2 separate regions of the Oryctolagus cuniculus genome follow, and region 1 is linked to region 2. A link is a contact called in public Micro-C data. All regions are on one chromosome and are shown on one strand. The core of a region is the stretch at or near the end of the contact, and the rest is flanking DNA. Distances in the headings are between cores, read along the strand shown. Region 1 holds the start of SERP1 (stress associated endoplasmic reticulum protein 1). Region 2 holds the start of SIAH2 (siah E3 ubiquitin protein ligase 2).

Region 1 (4,984 bases), core at 1,446-3,945, 230 kb before region 2:
CCAAGGTAGTGTAAGAGAAACAATATCGTTAAAATAGATGTTGTGACCATAAGCGTCTCCCTTTATATTACGCATTTAGAAGCTGTTAAAAAACTCTCAGGTGCTAACAGCTGTGACAGAACTAGGCTGTGTAGTTGCTCCATTGGTAAGCACCTTATTGTTAAGAGTTACAGGACTCTCTAAGGGAGTGTGCTTTTAATTCGAGAGAGAGTAATAAAGTGCCTAGCTGTGTAAAAACCAGAAGAGTCCAAATTTTAAAGTAAGCTAATTGCATTACACATAGGGTCAACAAAATCTAGACCCTGTGTACACAGATTTAATCTGATTCTCCTTACTGCATACTGTTTTAGTAACCACATTAAAAAAAAAAATCACTCTTTACTGACTGAATAAGTAGGGTCCACTACTATAGCTTAACAACCAAATTTTATTGCTTTTCTCATGTGGTGCTTTTGCAAGGCACTGTGGTATGGACTAGAAAACTTGGAATGACTCGTGAAGAAACCTTGGAATGACACAGAAGGATGATATGAAAGTCATTCGGAGGCAGGAGGCTTTACTGAATTGTTTTTAACCAGGGTATCAAACATCAGGAATGAGTTCAAGTTAAAATTCACAGGAGAATGGAAACATCTTTAGGTCAGTCACTTCACATGCCCATCCTGATACTTTGAATAATCTGGAAAATTGCTGTAAAGAGAAAGAGCAGATATTAAAATAAACTTTCAATAAAATAGGTCTGATAAGTAAAAACACCTATTAGCGTTGTTGGAAGAATCCAATGAGACTTTTACAATTATTTGTATGTGCTATACCTAACTTTATTGCAATAAAAGTGAAGACAGGCCTATCTTGATAAATAAAACTATTAAATGCCCATATGTTATTCTTTTAAAATCTCAGCTTCTCTGAAGTCCAAGTGTTCACGAGAGCTTGCAGAGAGGGAACCACTTTATAAAGTACTTAAAGCATCAAAAGTAAACAGGTTTCTGTAACACAGAATTATTTTGGTTTATCCTTAAATAATTAAGCATCCTTTTACGGCCTGGCTATAATATATGCATATTTCCTCATTCTCACAAAGCTGAAACTCAATAATCCTTTAAGGTTATATAAACTACTTGGCTCTTGGCCATTTATCAGGAAAGCTTCCAATTGGTAGGTTCAGGAGAAAGGCAAAGTGGAATGTTAAACAGAAATCTCCGTGTAACTTCAACATGTGGAAAACAGAAACATCTATTTCAACACTAAAGCTGGCGTATGAAGAGAATAAACGAAGACAAGAAAGATATTCTGCAGTCTGTTTGCAGAGGCAAGTGTCCATCACTATTAACAGCATCAGATTTTCTTACCATATGTCAGAACACTTCTCTCATTAATCCAAACACATTTGTCTTCCATGTTAAATTGCCCATCAGGTATGCTTCCTCTACAGTAAATCAATTCTTTGCACTTGCTCTACTTTATGAAATATATCCAATTTTCACATAAAGACAAGAGACTCCGCTACGTGTTACACCCAGTTTTAATATCCAGACACATGACGTTCAGAAGCTTCTTTGGAAAGGCACTGATAATGGGGCTGCACAACATTCTAAATTCTCATTCCGAGAGGCAAGTTTGGTTTTTGTTTCGTCTTAAATGTCTTCCAACTTGAACATTACCGCAGATCTGACCTCCTTTCTGATCTCCTCTGCGCACAAATCAAGCTGGGAGAAGTTTCTGGAGCACCACCCTCTGTGCATATGTGGGACAAGTAATTTGGTTCCGATGAAATGGAATTAAGTGGCGCTCTCGGCAGGTGGGTCGGGGCTGGACTCACCGCGGATCCGTCACCACGTCATCCCCAACCCTCCACTCGACGGGAGCCCCCAAAACACTTACCAGAGCCACACACAACAAAAATGAAGAGCGCCAACAACCAGGGTCCTACGGACGCCTTCTCTTCGGGGGCATTTCTCTGCAAAAGGCAAAACCCACCGTTTCACACGCAGAGAACCCACCGCCGGAGCCCGCACCCCCAGGGGGCCAGGCCCTCCCGCAAGTCTCCCCCGCGATCCAAAGACCCCCCGACTTATCGTCCAGCTCGCAGTCTGCGGCCCCCGGGGCCCAGAGGCGGAGACGCAGACGCGGCCCCAGGCCCGGGCCCGAGCCCGAGCCCCAGCTGCGGCACAGGACGGGGCGTCCACTTTCCCCTCACCGAGGTCTTGGCGACGTTGCCGCGCTGGGTGATGTTCTTGCTGTGCTTCTCGTTGGCCATACGGATCCGCTGTTTGGCGACCATCTTCGCGGCGCCAGCACCTGCCCGGCCACCCCTCGGACTCGCTCGCTTCCTTCTCCTCTCAGGCCACGGCCAGGCTCCGCTTCTGGTGGCCGCTCCGCCGGAGCTGGAGGCTCTTGGGCTGGGCGCTAGCTACGGCCGCTGGGCCTGGGCCCGGCGAGCGCGGGAGCTGAGCGCTAGCGGGGCGCGGACCGCCGACTGGCCGGCGGCGCGAGGCGGGCGCGCGAGAGGAAGCGAGCAGGCCGCCAGAACGTTCTTGCGCCGCCGCCGCCTCTCTGGCCGCCCCCGGGAGCGTGGAGAGAAGGCAGGAAGGAAATGCAACGCAACAAGCGAACTGTGCAGCCTGCCGCCTCGAACTACTTCGGGTTCGGGTGCCAACGTCAGCACTAGGCAGGCTCCACCCCGCGGAAGTGCGGGCTCCGCCCGCTGGCGAGGGAGGGCAAAGCAGGCACGCCCGCCCTAGCCCAGCCCTCCCACGTTGTGTAAAAATGTAGCCCCAGAGCTGCGCGTGCGCCTTCGGGTTCTCTTCCGGCTTCGCTCTACAACCGGAAGTTAGTTGGCCCCGAGGCTGGTGGCCCCGGAAACACCAACTCTCGGTCTCCACGCCGGAGGAGACGTGTAGGGGCTGGGTTCGACCCTTGTGAACTTTCACCCTGGCGCGTGGGTTTCTTTTTCCGGGACAAGATGGCGCCGTCCACGCCGCTTTTGACAGGTGGGTTCTGAACGAGCAAAGGACTCTTGCTTAAGAATAATCTCTTTTTGTATCTTTGCCCTTGAAGAGCTACCGTAGGAGCTTTGGAGTCCGGTCTGCCTTCGCCTGTAACTTGCGGAAAAGCCACACTTAATCTTTTGGGTTACAGCATGGCAGTCGGAAGTGAGGCGCCAGCATCCTCCCCGCCCCCCTGTACCCATCCATCATTCTTGCCGTTTCAGTCTTAAGAGATAGGAGGAAGAACCGAAAGCACTAGCTACATTTTTGACCCCTGAGTCTCCAGGAGTGGTGTCACACGGACCCTTGTGAAGTCGTTCAACTCTTAATAAGGACTAGAGGACTAGCATATGACGCATTGGTTTAGGATGACCATTCCATGTTAACTGCACCTGGACTTCAGTAATTCCAAATTCTATGCTCTCTGCAGTAACGAGGTTTGTAGGACTGGATAGGGAAGGTGCACCTGTAGAAGCAGGTTCCAAATGGTAGCGGTGTAGTTTGCAGTCGTAGCATTGAGCGTGATAGAGGGATCTAGCAACATTTGATATTGAAATGGGTATGAGCGTTTTAGAAGTTGAACATTAGTGAACTCCTGAGATTTTGAAGCTGAGACAGAGTGTAGTGTTGGAGAGGATGCTAAACTTGGGCTTGGACAGTGCCTGGAAAGACGCTGAACTCGGAATGGCTGGGAGTAGCCTCAACTAGCATATGAGTATTCTTATAAGACGGGTATTAGGAGGGAAAGGAAGCTTTTGATTAAGTCATGATAACTATGCAGAGGGGAAAAAGGCATTAGGAGAAATGTTGCCTGCTTTTTAGGAGGGGATCCTTTGCCTGGAGACTTGAAACGAATCTTAAGCTTTTGCACTTTCTGCCACGGGTGTTTTAAGATCTTTGTTGTTAAGCAATGTGCCTGCCACAGTTCATTCACCAAACATTTATCAAATGCTGACTATATAATGGAGATACGTATATGTAGATTATGTATTATAATCTAAAGATATATATAGGTTATGCATTAAAATCTAGAGATTGTTTAATTGACATAATCACATAATTAAATGGATTTTTTTCTTTAGCTTGTATGTTTACATTTTTGAATACTAAATGGTCATTTGAAGTCTAATTTAAAAAAATCAGTTCATCTAAAACTTGATAAATTCTTTTAAGATGCTTACAGTGGCTTCTCACTGCTTGCGTAGTCAATTCCGTCTTAGCATATAGAGCCCACTATAATTTTGGAATAGCTCCTGACATTCATTTCTTTCCTGCCAGTCATCTTATTGTGTGTCCCACTAATACTGAACTGCTTAGAAATCCTTTTGAAGAACCTATCTCTTCAGCCCAGGGCTAGCTTATTCCTCTTGTTGATTAGGCAGACGTCTTTGCATCTGTTAAGATTCCTTTCAGACACCATTGCTCCCTGTGAAGCCTTTCCCCACTTTGCAGAATAGAGTCAGGCACTCCCTGGGCTGTTTTTGTAACCCCTGAACACTCAATTCTGACCCCCCCCACACACACACTTATCGTGTAGGGTAATTGTCTAGTTTTTCAGATTTTTTCCTTCCTGCTAGATTGTAAGCCCTTTGATGTCAGGACAGGGTCTTATTCATCCCTGTCTTCTCAGTACCTAGTACAGTACCTGGTAAACTTGGGAACTCTAAATGTTTACTGGAGGAATGGGGTAGGCATTTTACCTAGCAGTTAAGGCACTGACGTCCTATGTCTGACGGGGTTCAAGTTCTGCTTCCATTCCAAATTCTAGCCTTCTGCTAATGTATACTCTGGGAGTCAACAAGTGATGGCTCAAATACTTGGGTCTATGCAACCTACTCACAGATTGAGTTCAGGTTTCAGCATGGCCCAGCCCTGCAGTTTTGGCCATTTAGGGAGGGAACCAGCAGATGAGAGATCTCTGATTCTCTCTGCTTTTCAAATAAAAATTAATATTTTTTTTAATTCATGAAAGATAGTCTCATTATGGTCAAATT
Region 2 (4,694 bases), core at 601-3,100:
GTATTAAAAACTCCTCGGCCACACACACAAGGAGGGCTCTATATTTAGCTGTGAGGATGCATAGAAGCATGGTTTAAAAAGTCTTCCCTCACCAAACCCAACGCTGATGGGAAAGGAAGGGAGGGGTCTTGGTCTTTCTGGACTTAACTTTTCTGGTCTGTGGTTTGGTAACTTAAAAAAAAGTAATAATAACATGCTGGGCTTCAAAGACTGTAACACAGCTCCTAGGAGCCCTTGTCAAGTTCCCAGTCGGCCTCGTTTTCACCCTGTTCAGTACAAAAACGCAGCCACAACTCCTCAGTCCCGGGGAAGGCCAGCAGAGGGGAAGGCGTGGCTTGCAGGGCTTTCTGGTTGCAGGAGGAAAACAGGCTCGGGCGCCCTTTTTTTAGCTACACTCCCGGGAGCTCCCACGTGTCAGGGGTGTGCAGACCGGGGGCGCGGGGCGCATGAGGAATCCTGTACGAGCGCTGCCAAGCCGAGTGCTGGTAAATGCTGCCTTCAGCTCGCCCATTTCCTCCCTCCCCGGTCCCCACGGTGAGCCACCCAGTTCAAGTTTTACTTGGGCGGCCCAGCCGTACCGAGCACACCCGAGCACATGTCGGCTGAGGACGCAGGCACAGGGCACGGAAGGCTAGGATGTGTTCCCACCAGCAGCGAGAGGGCCAATCCTTCTGGGTTCAGTGTCCGGGCAAATGTCAATCAACCCAGAGTGACTCCCGAAGTGGACAGGCCGGCTCGGGGGAAGAGTGGACGTAGGGTAGACACTGCCCCCCCCCAACCCCTTCAAACAAGAAAGATGCCCCCCACCTCTCAGGGCCTGCCGACAGGTCCCCGGGCTTACCTTGCAGGGAAACAGGACCGCCGAGGCCACCTTCTCCATAGCCAGGTTCCTGATGCTGGGCGTTAGGGCACCCCTGCACGTCGGGCAGCAGCTCAACTTCTGGCGGCATTGGTTACACACCAGGTGCCCGGCCTGGCACTGCAGGATGGGGGGCAGGACATAATCAAAGCAGACCGGGCACTCGAAGAGCGAGGTCAGCTCGTGGTGCTGCGGGGACACCGGGCCGGCCCCGCCGCCACCGCCACCGCCGCCGCCGCCGCCGCCGGGGCCCGAGATCACCGCCGCCGCGGCAGGCACCGCGGACGAGCCGGGGCCCGCAGCCGAGATGGTGGCGGCGGCCGGGGGCGCAGCCGGGGACGGAGCGTGCTGGGGCTGCGGCGGCGGCTGCTTGCTGCAGGGTTTGTTAGCGCTGGGGCCGGTGGAGGACGGGCGGCTCATCGCGTTCGGAGCCCACCATGGAACTGCGGGCGCCTGCCTGCCGCGGGGCCGCCCGGGTCAAGGCGGTGCGCGCCCCGCGGGCGGCAGGCTCCGGGGCAACGCCACGGCGCCCAGCCCCCGGACCGGGCAACGGCGACGGTCGGCTCTCGGCAGGCGGGCGGTGGGCGGGTGGGAGATGGGCTGGGCCGCGCCGACGCCCTCCGCGGCCCCGGGCGATCCGCACAGCCCTGTGCGTCCCACCCGGCGCGGTGCCTTCCTCCCTCCCGGCGGCTTTCGGGCCCCGACCCCGAGCGGCGCGCAGAACCCAGCCCAGCAGCTTCTGGAGCGGCCGCTGACGCAAGCCCCGGGGGCGCGCGCGGACGTGACGCCTGGACACGTGTGCGGCCGCCCAGGCGCGCGGGGACTGGCAGAGCCACCCTGCGCCCCGGCGCGGGCTCCGCCCGGTTCCAGCTGGCGGCGCAGGGGGCCGCCCAGTGCGGGCGCTTCCTGCTTGGGGCTGCAGGGAGCACGCCCCGCTCGCCCCGGCCGCCGCCGCCGCCGCGCGGGGTCGCGGTTCCCGGTCCGGGAAGGAGGGCCGACCTCCGGCGTCCCGTGGCCACACCCCGGGTAGCCCAGCCGTCCCGTTCCCCACCCTCAAACCACAGGGGCAACTTCGGGCGCGCGGGGGCGTGGCCGGTGGGCGGGCCGGCACGCGAGCTGGCGGGGCGGGGCGCGGGCGCCGGGGACATGTCGGAAAAACCCAGAGGTCCTCTTCCCTCGGTTGAGTCACCAGCGCGTGGGGGAGGCGTGCGACGCAGCCCGCCGGGCTGTCGCGCTTGGAACGCGGGGTCGGGACCAGGGGCTCGGAGGGGGTCTGCAGCCGGCACCGGACCTAGTGCTGGACTGTTAAGGCCGGGGTTGGGCTACTCGGTGGTCCTGTCTCGAGGGGTGGACAGGAAACCCCCCCCCCCCCTTATTCAGTGACCAGCTGACGGGGAGGATGCCTTGGTGACCCGAGCATCTTTAATTTGCATAGCAGTTCGGGGGTGGGGTAGCGTAGGCTAAAGCAGAGTTGGAGATCATCTAGGGTGCGTCGTGAGGCTCAGGAAGACTGTGGGCGCTGCGTGAGGACCGGCCTCGCCGCGGAAGCGATTCTGGAGGCGTGGCAGCCCGGCGTGAACCCCGTGTTCGTTGAATGGTTAAGATGTGCTTCGGGTTAAATTACTTTTGTGCACACTTGCTTGAGTCAAGGGAACGGGCTGCTTAGTTGGGAATTGGGTAGTCTTTGTGGGACAGAGGTTAGAACAACAGGTTGTCAACTGGGTGAAAAATGGTGCCTGTGTCCTTGATGTCTGTGGCTTTGGGCAAGTTCTTTTTTTGTTTGTTTCTTTTTTTTCTTTTATTTATTTGAAAGAGAGTTACAGAGAGGACTTCCATCCGCTGGTTCACTCCCCAAATGGCCGCAACGGCTGGAGTTGCGCTGATCCGAAGCCAGGAGCCAGGAGCTTCCTTCTGGGTCTCCCCACGCTGGTGCAGGGGCCCAAGGATTTGGGCCATCTTCTGCTTTCCCAGGCCATAGCAGAGAGCTGGATCGGAAGTGGAGCAGCTGGGACTCAAACCGGCGTCCATATGGGTTGCTGGTGCTTCAGGCCATGGCTTTAACCCATAGCACCACAGCGCCAGCCGCAAGGGCAAGTTCTTAAAAAACTTATCTGGGCCTCAATTTCCTCATCTGTAGAAGTGGAATAAAGGCAATACTCATCTTATAGGTGGGTATTAAGGGTTAAGTGAGTATGCTATGTGTCAAATATGTCATATATGAGATATATCATAAGGTTCATTTAAATATTAGCTGTTTTAGGACATTTTAGTGAATGTTTAAACTTTTTTGAGTTATTTTTGAAAAGATTTATTTATTTGAAAGGCAGAGTTACAGAGGGAGGGAGAGAGACACTCGCCAAATTGCCACAATGGCCAGTCTGGGCCAGGCGAAAGCCAGGAGTCAGGAGCCAGGGGCTTCTTCTGGATCTCCCATGTGGGTGGCAGGGGCCCAAGGACTTGGTCCATCTTCCTTTGCTTTCCTAGGCACATTGGCAGGGAGCTGGATTGGAAAATGGAGCAGCTGGGACTTGAACCGATGCCCATATGGGTAACACAATGCCAGCCCCATATACTTAAAATTAATACTAGTGAATACCCATGGATAAAATAGGTCCAAGAAATATGCTATTAGAGCCTACAAAAAAATAAATAAATCACATTTTATTTATTTGAGAGGCAAAGAGACAGAGCTCCATCCATTAGGTCCCTCCCCAAATGTTCTCAACAGCCTGGGCTGGGCCCAACAGAAAGCAAGAACTGAGAACTCTATCCAGGTCTCCCAAGTGGGTGGCAGGGACTCAACCACTTGCGCCATCATTGGTTGCCTCCTGGGGTCTACACTACCAGGAGACTGGAACCGGAAGCAGAGTGGAGACTCCAACCTAGCACTCCAGTGCGGGAAGCAGGTGTTCCAAGCAGAGTAGTAACAGTCGTGCGTCCTGCTAGGCCTGAAGTGTAATCTCAGAAGGGGCATCTAGAAAGACTCCATGCATGGAATTGGTAGGAGTCATCTCAATTTTGGAAAAGGTAGCAGGCATAGGTGTCATTCCCCTGTGGTACGGGTCTCCTGCACTGTGTGGCGGCGGCTACTGTTAGGGCTCTGAGAGTGCCTTTATCCTGAATGTAAGGAGGCAGCTCCGGACCAAACCCTCCCCGGGGCAGGATTTCAGCTTTGTTGGAGCGGTGCAGATGGGAAGACACAGAAGGAGCTAAAGCTCAGAGTGAGAGAATGCATTCCCAGGGTGCAGTAGGACTTGCTGCTGGGGGGCGTGTAATGGGTGAGCAGGGAGGTGGGACCTTCAGCTGGTGTAGTAAGACCTTTACCTCAGTGTCAAAGTGTATCATGGTTGAACCTGCGTTTCTGGATAGATGCTGTGGGAAATGTAAAAAATACAAGTAACTAATAATTATTGAGTGCTCAGTATTTGTCAGAGTGGATGCTTTTAAGTATTTTTGCGGAAGTCTTACACGGCAGATACTACTGCTAACTGCTTCTCTTTAACAGCTGAGGGAGCAGCTGATGCTAATTTGCTCAAGGCCACACATCTGAGAACGTCAGCACACACTCTGGATTCCCCCCCACACACCGCTTTTGTTCCGCTAGAGAGAGAGAGAGAGAGAGAGAGAGAGAGAGAGAGAGAGAGAGAGAGAGAGAGACTCCACCTGCTGGTTGGCTCTCCTACTGCCCACAATGGCAGAGGGGCCAACCTAGGAACTGGAGACCAGATCTCAATCCAGATCTCCCACATGGGTAGCAGGGACCTAAGTATTTGAACCATCACCACTGCCTCCCAGGCTCTGCATTAGCAAAAGCTGGCGTCAGGAGCCAGAGTCG

What was found. A called contact is a pair of places that touch in the nucleus more often than the background predicts.
Region 1: a contact with region 2 is called in a Micro-C map of ear pinna, with 4 times the contacts expected there. The contact joins the promoter of SERP1 here to the promoter of SIAH2 in region 2. A contact is called at or near these places in 2 of 6 Hi-C or Micro-C datasets (ear pinna and liver).

Annotation. Positions count from the first base shown.
Region 1 is chr4:130,846,462-130,851,445 of mOryCun1.1, reverse strand. SERP1 (stress associated endoplasmic reticulum protein 1) reads right to left here and starts at 2,695. Exons shown (of 3, transcript XM_017346842.3): 1 at 2,201-2,695; 2 at 1,885-1,960; 3 at 1-690. The coding sequence starts at 2,284. The coding sequence ends at 650. It overlaps EIF2A (eukaryotic translation initiation factor 2A), which reads left to right and starts at 2,752. Exons shown (of 14, transcript XM_002716262.5): 1 at 2,752-2,993. The coding sequence starts at 2,966.
Region 2 is chr4:130,612,864-130,617,557 of mOryCun1.1, reverse strand. SIAH2 (siah E3 ubiquitin protein ligase 2) reads right to left here and starts at 1,850. Exons shown (of 2, transcript XM_008266327.3): 1 at 842-1,850. The coding sequence starts at 1,279.